Regions from separate parts of the Mus musculus genome. Here region 1 is linked to region 2. Evidence: chromatin contacts called from public HiChIP or PLAC-seq data. All regions are on one chromosome and are shown on one strand. The core of a region is the stretch at or near the end of the contact, and the rest is flanking DNA. Distances in the headings are between cores, read along the strand shown.

What was found. HiChIP or PLAC-seq counts read pairs in DNA pulled down with a chosen protein or histone mark.
Region 1: an H3K4me3 HiChIP or PLAC-seq map of embryonic midbrain shows a contact between it and region 2, with 2.4 times the contacts expected there. The contact joins two enhancer-like sites. A contact is called at or near these places in 3 of 484 Hi-C or Micro-C datasets (the N1E-115 cell line, embryonic stem cells and nephron progenitors), 3 of 115 datasets of contacts at active chromatin or transcription factors (SST interneurons, embryonic midbrain and embryonic stem cells) and 2 of 9 other capture datasets (embryonic stem cells and liver).

Annotation. Positions count from the first base shown.
Region 1 is chr6:112,901,477-112,905,588 of GRCm38.p6, reverse strand. The region is part of intron 1 of Srgap3 (SLIT-ROBO Rho GTPase activating protein 3); the gene reads left to right. Among named protein-coding and RNA genes, the nearest start is that of Srgap3, 44 kb to the left of the region's middle. Within about 2 kb of position 2,153, at least 49 of the 459 cell types and tissues checked have an H3K27ac peak or open chromatin away from gene starts, as enhancers often do. A contact at or near this core is called in the N1E-115 cell line, where this site is marked.
Region 2 is chr6:112,808,483-112,812,630 of GRCm38.p6, reverse strand. The region is part of intron 3 of Srgap3 (SLIT-ROBO Rho GTPase activating protein 3); the gene reads left to right. Among named protein-coding and RNA genes, the nearest start is that of Gm26799, 110 kb to the right of the region's middle. RefSeq lists an enhancer at 1-4,103. Within about 2 kb of position 2,535, at least 65 of the 459 cell types and tissues checked have an H3K27ac peak or open chromatin away from gene starts, as enhancers often do. A contact at or near this core is called in the N1E-115 cell line, where this site is marked.

The sequences.
Region 1 (4,112 bases), core at 904-3,403, 93 kb before region 2:
TATAGATAATACATCTTCTTCTGAAAAAGCTGCATTTAGCCTCCGAGCGGTGGTGGCGCACACCTTTAATCCCAGCACTTGGGAGGCAGAGGCAGGCAGATTTCTGAGTTCGAGGCCAGCCTGGTCTACAAAGTGAGTTCCAGGACAGCCAGGGCTACACAGAGAAACCCTGTCTCGAAAACAAAACAAAACAAAACAAAACAAAACAAAACAAAACAAAACAAAACAAAACAAGCTGCACTTCACAGAAGCAGCAGCTCAATGCCAAGTGCTGCAAACTCCTGCCTAGAACCGAGCCCAGCGCCACAGATAAGGACCCAGGCAGACGCCACTTGGTGAATGAGAGGAAGTCCTAGTTGGTATCCCTGGGCTTAGTTAGAAGGAAGTCAGCGTTTGAGCCAAAGTTATATGAAACAGTAACAAACATGAAAAATGAGGGGTTTAGATTATTGGAAGGGAACTTGGAGTTGGCTCGGTCAGAGTCCTCTGTCTCCCTGTCTCTGGGTCTGAGATTTTATCTGGTAAAACGGGTCTGATGGTACCTAACGCAGACGCCTTGAGGACAGATTACCAGCTTGTCCTGGTCTACCTGGAACTTACCCAGTTCCTGTACCCAAAGTCTCCCATTCCAGAACCCCACTCAGTCCCTAGAGAACAGGCCCAGGGTTCCCTGTGCAAGGATTAGCTACCGCACTCACTGGATTCTACATCCCATCCATTCATTCAGCAAAGACAGTTGAGGACTGACTGTGCTCCCAGTGCCAGCCTAGGGTCTAGGACTGTAGTAACCAACACAGATTCCCTGCTTTTTTAACATTATTATTTAGTTTTTTTAATTGGATATTTTCTTTATTTACATTTCAAATTTTATCCCCTTTCCCGGTTTCCCTCCCTTCCAGAAACCCCCTATCACATCCTCCCTCCCCCTGCTTCTATGAGGGTGTTCCACCCCCCACCCACCCACCCACCCACTCCCACCTCCCTGCCCTCGATTCCCTTACACTGGGACATCCATTGAGCCTTCATAGGACCAAGGACTTCTCCCATTGATGCATGACAAGGCTATCCTCTGCTACATATGCAGCTGGAGCCATGTGTACTCCTTTGTTGATGGCTTAGTCCCTGGGAGTTTTGGGGAGCTCTGGTTGGTTGATATTGTTGTTCTTCCTGTGGGGTTCCAAGCTCCTTCAGTTCTTTCTCTAACTCCATGCTCAGTGCAATGGTTGGCTGCGAACATTCACCTCTGTATTTGTAAGGCCCTGGCAGGGCCTCTCAGGAGACAGCCATATAAGGATCCTTTTAGCATGCTGGAAAGATTCCCTGCTTCTTGAAGATAACTTTTAGCAGGGGGAGGAAGAGGGTCATGAAGTGGGGAAGCAAGGCATCCTGTATTGTCAAGCAATGGTAGGTGTTGTGGTGTGAGCTTGTAATCCCATTGTTGGGGGGCGGGGGTGGTGGTGGTGGCAGAGGCAGGTGGATCTCTGAGGTTCACTGGCCAACTAGCCTAGCCTAGTATCAGCAAGCTCCAGGCCAGTGGGAGATTCTGTCTCAAAAAGCAAGGTGGACTGTGTCTGAGGTATGACACTGGAGGCTGACCTCTGGCTTATATGTGCGAGGGCGCGCACACACACACACACACACACACACACACACACATGCACACAGTGAGGAACACTTGTATACACACAGCGGGGAATGTAAAATGTTTTATTAATAATACTCTATACTTATTACAGATGTAGGTAATAACAGTTTGAATATTCAGGGTAAAGAGAACATAGCATTAGCATGAGTCTCACCTCCTCTTCTTTGTGACTACTGGAGCATCTGAACTGAAATGATATGTAGGGCTCTGTGTATTGATTGGATTGTCTGGAGAGCTCCATACACATCTTCGGATGAGAGTCAGCCACACTCCGGATGTTCCTTCCCCACTCTGGGGTCTGAAAGGAGAGTCTTTTCCAGCTGTTCAGTCCCACACGTCGTTTGCACTGCTAAGTCCCTACATCCTACATGGGGATCAATATTTATGGCTGGTGGAAGCTTAAACAAGTCACAAATAGGCCAGGCAAGGCTACGTCTGAAGCTTGTACCGCACAACTCTTGGCTGCCTGCACAAAGGGAGGTTCCCAGCATCCCCACTCTGCTGGGATTTGTGAGTTAGCTTCCCTGGGACAATAGATTTCTTCATTTCAAAGCCTCACTCCTATGGCTGCTGAGGCTGGGGGCGGGGAGGACCAGCCTTTCCCAGCTTTAGGTCTCTGTGTATCACTAATTGTATTATCACAGTTTCTTTAGGGGAATAAAAAAAATCACGCATTTGATTAGCACTTAAAAAAAAGAACCTTAGCGAGGTTAAATCTGCTTGGTACCGCATTTGGGTGTAGAATTGTCTCCTACCCCCAACCCCCATTGGGCAGAAGAGAGAAAATTTTGTATTTTGAAGCTGGAAAAGGGCTTTTGTGTGCTCTCCCTCCCCCCCCCCCCCCCCCCGTTTTATCTCCTGACTGATAGGGTATTCAGGGAGTGGAGACAGCCAGTGTTCAACACAGAAACAGAGATAAGTTCAGAGCCGAAGACACCAGATGACCAAACACATCTAGTTAAAACCCAGGCATGATGGGAGGTGTGCGTTTATAAATTGGGGGGGAAAAGAGAGCTCCTCCCCTCCCCCAGTGCTGTGGAGGCTGCCTATTAATGCTCAACTCAGAGCCCTGCCTGTGAAAGCCCCAGGATTTTGTGCCTCTAGCTTTTTCATTACGCTTTCTGCCTCTTCCAGATTTGTTGAATATCACAGGACCCTGTTGGCTGGAATTTTGACTCATGAAGTCTTCGGACTTGAGGTTTAAGTGGCTTTCAAATTCCAGTTCTCCCATTTGTTTCCTGCACCACTCACGCATCTTGATCTGCAAATGAGGCAGTCACAAAAACAGGAGAGGGCCAGGTGGTAGTGGGGACAAACTTTGTCTCATCCACTTCTCTGGGATTTGGTGGGAGGTGGGGAAGGGAAGGGAAGGAAACCCTGTGCATATCTGGCTGCATTCGAATATGCTCTTTGCATCTTTATCTGCAGGAAGGAGTACAAGGTTGCCATGAAAATCAAAAAGAGTCTTGAGCTGTGGAAACCATTTGCAAAGGGCTGTCTATTCCAGGGTTCTCTAACTTCATTATTTAATAAACCCTTTAAAAACACACACACACACACACACACACACACACACACACACACACACGTCTCTCGGTGTGATGTGTATGCATGTTTGTGTATGTGGGTACATATGCTCATATGTGTGTCCTGGCAGCTCACAGCAACCAAGGCTGACATCAAGACATTTCCTCAATCACCCTCCACCATGCTTACTGAGGTCTCTCAATTGAACCCAGAGCTTGTCAATATGAGTAGTCGAGTTAGCCAGCTTGCTCTCTAGATCCATCGTTTCTGTCTTGAGTGCCAGAATATCATGCCTCCCTATCCACCAGGCATGTACATGGGTTCTCAGGGTCTGGATTCTAGTCCTTATGCCTGTGAGTCAAGGACTTTGTCTGCCCGCCGAGCCTTCTCTCCAGACCCTCCAGATATCTTTGAAGTACCAGCATGTGTCAGGCTCTGAGCTTGGCACAGAGGGACACCAAGTGCGCAGCCACATTCCCTCCTGAAGCTCCGTGGCAAAAATCAGGTTGTTAAAATGTAGCGAGCAAGAGCTATGGCGAGCTATGGGCCGGCACTGCAGGAATGCAAAATGAAGTTTATCTGCTCTAGGTTTTGGGCTGCTGAGGGCTCCTGGGAGGCAGTCATGGCTGGGCTGGAGTGCAAGGTTTTAGTAAATGGTAAATGAATGATATAATTTAAGTTGCTGTGAGCTGCCAGGATAAGCATTCCAGCACTCAGTGATCAATTTATAGCTAAGAAACTGGTTCAGACAGGTAAAGTAAATGTCCTAGCATGTATGTGGCACAATTAGTATTACAGTCCAGTTCAGTGCTTAGACTAACATTCCCGAGCCTGGGACTATAGGTGGTTATTTTGGTTATAGGGGGAGACATGGGTAAAAAGAACTTGGGCTCTGGAACCCTCCAATTTAATGAAGACATTATCTTTGTTGTACCGAGTT
Region 2 (4,148 bases), core at 1,286-3,785:
GCAGCTCCAGGCTTACATATCTTGTCTATTTTAAGTCCGTTTATCTAGCATTAGATCTTCTAAGGGCTGATTGGCCCAGCACAGTCATGTGATGATCAGTGACCTCGTGTCTGTGGTCAAGAAGCTACCTTCCTTGACTAAGTGTAGGTAGATGCTTACCTCTGGAGCAAGAGGTGCTCAGTTCCGCTGATCCACAGAGCTGAGGATAGGTGAGGGTGGCTCCCCAAGAAAAGTTCGGGTGTCCTTATGAGAAACAAGAGATAATAGATGACCACTGGCCTCTCTATTCCACTCCTTCTATCATACTTAACTAGATGTCCCTCAACAAAGGATGCATCTTACCTCTCAGGATTGCTCAGTCTGTCTGGGGACAGCTGTGATCAATAGACAGTCCTTCGATGCAGAAATGCAATATTACAAGTTTTGTTCTGGCGGCACCCTTGAGGGCTACAAATATCCAATAAATGCAGAAACCTGTTCATTGCTTGGGGGCAGAAATCAAAAGAATCCAGCCAGGTCTTTGCTTCTTAGAAACAAATATTTCTGTTCGCTTGAATCTTCTCTATGGTTTGCTTGTGCTCTCCCCTGAGGCTTCTCACTATGGGCTGTGTTGAGTTCCTCTGACCTGTCAGGAGAAAGGACTGACCAGCCTGGAGTGGAGCGGGCTGTCTCAACACTTCAACTCACTGATCATGCCTCACCTGAAACCTCTAGATTTTTTTTTTGCATCAATTTTTTTGAATCTGGCCTGTATTCTGTGCCTCTTCACCCCTCACACACATTTGTTCCCTTTAAACTTCATCTAATTAGATTCTGGCCAAATGACTTAAGGGACTTTTCAGACAGTGAGAAGGTAGCTTTTTTCAGAAGGCATACACTCCTCCTCTGTTGGAAAGGCTCATATCATAACTTTTTCATGTCGTCTTTGCCTGTGTTACCTTCTTGGGTGATTTGAATGATGTCTCCTATAAGTCTTGAGCCCCGGTCCCCATGGCTGCTGTTTGGAAAGGATTAGGAAGCATGGCCTTACTGAAGGAGGTGTGTGACTGGGTCCAGGCTTGGTGGTTTCGAAAGGCTCCTTCTCTTTGTCTCCTTCTGTGGTTCAAGATGTGATTTCTCAGCTGTTTCTGCCTCTATGCCCTCACTCCACCATAGCAGACTCTAATCTGCTGGAACCATAAGCCCAATTAAATACTTTTTTATCCCATAAGTTGTTTGGTCATGGTGGTTTATCATACCAATAGAAAAGTAGCCTATATACCTTCTCATGACAATTGATTGGCTCTGTGTTTGAGTCTTTTCCTTTAGGATGTAGAAAGTGGGGCTGAGATTTGAGAATGAGTTAAACATGAGGGTGACTGGCAGGCGTGGGGGCGGGAGGTTGGTGTTGAAGGGTAAATGTGAGTCTCCCAATTGGGAAAGGGAGTTGGAATCTCGGACAGAATAGATCATGGCGGAGGTCAGAGATAGCATCAGGACTGAGGTTACAAACAGTAGTCTAAGCCAAATTCAGCTCTTAATTAAGCATAATCTGTTTGGCTCGCATTACATTAAGACAGTGGTACTCAGCCTTTGTAATGCTGTGACCCTTTAATACAGTTCCTCATATTGTGCTGACCCTCCAATCATAAAATTATTTTTGTTGCTACTTCATAACTTCTACTGTTATGCTACTTCATAATTGCTACTGTTATGAATCATAATGTGTACATCTGTGTTTTCTGGTGGTCTCCCCAAATGGGTCTCAACTCACAGGTTAGAAACCACTGCATTTTAAAACTTGGAGATTTCAAGCTGGGTAGGTTGGCAGGCACACACATATAATCGCAGCACTTGGGAGATGGAGGCAAGAAAATCAGGAGTTCAAGGCCAGCCTCAGCTATACACAGTGAGCTTTAGACAAGCCAGAGCTACTTGAGACCCTGTCTCACAAAGTCCAAACCCAAACCAAACAAAACAGTGTTTTTCACTGCCCAGCCTCCCGAATGGTGTCTAATATGCTGTGTTGACTCCTTTGTTTTATCATCCTGGCCGTTCCTGCCTTTGAGTTTGAGGTCTTACCCTTAAACATAGCCTGCCAGTGAGTGTCATAGTCTAGCCTGCGTTAGAGTCCCCTGAAGGTGTGCTAGGTACACTGCTGGGCTCCACCATCACAGTTGTGGATTTAGTAGGTCGGGGGATCTGCATTTCTAACCAGTTCTCAGCCAACTGTGGAAACACGCCAGGGAAGGACTTCCAGTGCAGCCTCCTTGTTAAACAGAAACTGAGGCCCATGTCTGCTAAGGGCATATTCTTTTCCCAAACTTAGGTATTTGACCCAGCTCTGAGTCTACCCCTTCATGGTACAGCAGCTGGGAGAGGGTCACTGTGTGTCACACTCTTTCCTTCTACCCCTGTCTGTTGCTGAGACTAGGTATTGAAGCCCATCCCATCCGCAGCCTCAATCTGTTTTCTTCAGTTTCCTTAACAATAGCCGTCCATTATTCTGCACTCCGATGCCTGTAGAATTTAATTACGTGCCCTGGCCGTGATGTGAATTTGATTGTTGGAAGCTGCAGCATTCTGGAAGAAGCACTAATGAGGAGAGACTCTTAGCAGAGCCGAGAGGGCGTTTGGGGGGCCAGTGTTTGAAAGCAGCCATTCACTGTGTGGCAACAAGGACTTGCTCTTGAGTGAGTTTTCTCGTCCCCGCCTCGAAGATGTCCATCGAATTTCATAAATAAATCAAGGCTTTTGTGTCCGATAATTGCTTTGCTTTGTAACAGAGATCAAAAGCAGCCATGGCCTTGGATTCAAAGCCAAGTTTATTTTTCATTTTTTTCTCCCTTGCAGGAGAGAGTGAGGGTTTGCAAGCTGGAGGGTCCAGCAGTGAGGTCTGCACTGGGGCGGGGAGAACAAAGAGATGAGAGACCTCAGCCTGCCTCCTGTGTCTCCTAGGGAGACAGCCTGTGAGGCAGGCCTCAGCAGGCTTTTCCAATCGTTCAGTACTCATAGACTAGTGCTATTATGACAGCAGATAAGGAATTGTAGCAAAGAAAGGATTAATGAGTGCTTAGTCTATACAAGACCCTAAGCGGTCTATGTGCTCTGAATTCTTTACATCTGTCCGATAGGAACATAGTGTCATCACCCCATTTTACAGAATAGGAAATTCAACAAGGTGGAAGCTTCAGTTTTATATCCAACTCAGAGATAGGTGATGAACAAGACTGGAAATAGTCCAAACACAATGGCCTCTCTTGGGGAGCTCCCAGAGTAGTATAGAAGTTACAGTAGATACAAAGAAATGGTTCGTTTGGATGCAGGGGTGAGGGGCGATCATCCCGACCCAAGTTCTCTCAGAGGGAGGTTCAAGAAGATGTGATATTGGGGATTCAGTGCTGCAGTAAAACTGGTTAACATTCATCACTGCTTGGCTTCTGCAGGAAGCTGGCTCTCAGACAGGCACAGAGCAGAATAGGTTGGGTCCTCACCTGGAGAAAGGTATGGGGAGCAGGGCGTTCAGGGACAAAGTGTGTGGCAGTTATAGGGAAGCTGAGACCCCTGCCTTGTGCTTAGAGGTTGGGCCCTTCCACCCTTCTACTGACTATTCATTGCTTGGTGCTTGTCTCTAGAAGTGTGGGCTGGGGAGGCAGGGGTGCCTGCTTAGACAGATGGCTCCTTCAGCCGCGGATAGCATTTCCTAGGAGGATGTTCTTAGTCCTGAAGGGGAGCTTGAGCGTTACATGGCCTTGGCAAATCCACGGAGCTTTGGGAAAATGAGAGAAGCAGAGATCAGAGGGAGAGGCAGAGCAGTACCACAGCTGAGCCCCGTCTCCGTCTCTTTCAGCCACGTGGGCGAAGCTTGATGCCTTCCACTCTGCTTTCTCATTTTCAAAGTGGAGCTAATGGACATCTCCTTCCCATGGCTGGTACAAGGTTAAGAGATGAGATGAAATGCCCACCTAGTACACAGGGAGCAGTCAACGCACGCTAGTGATTCCTAGGATTCTTTGTTGGCCTTTGAGAAGGAATGACGTGAGGGAAGATTGGGGACAGGATGCTAGGAAGGTTTTCTTCAGGGGGCACAGGTTAAACAAATCCTCGGAAGACACTCACAAGGCTTTGTCTTCTTTTTTATTTTTTATAACCTCATCTTTCTTCCTTCC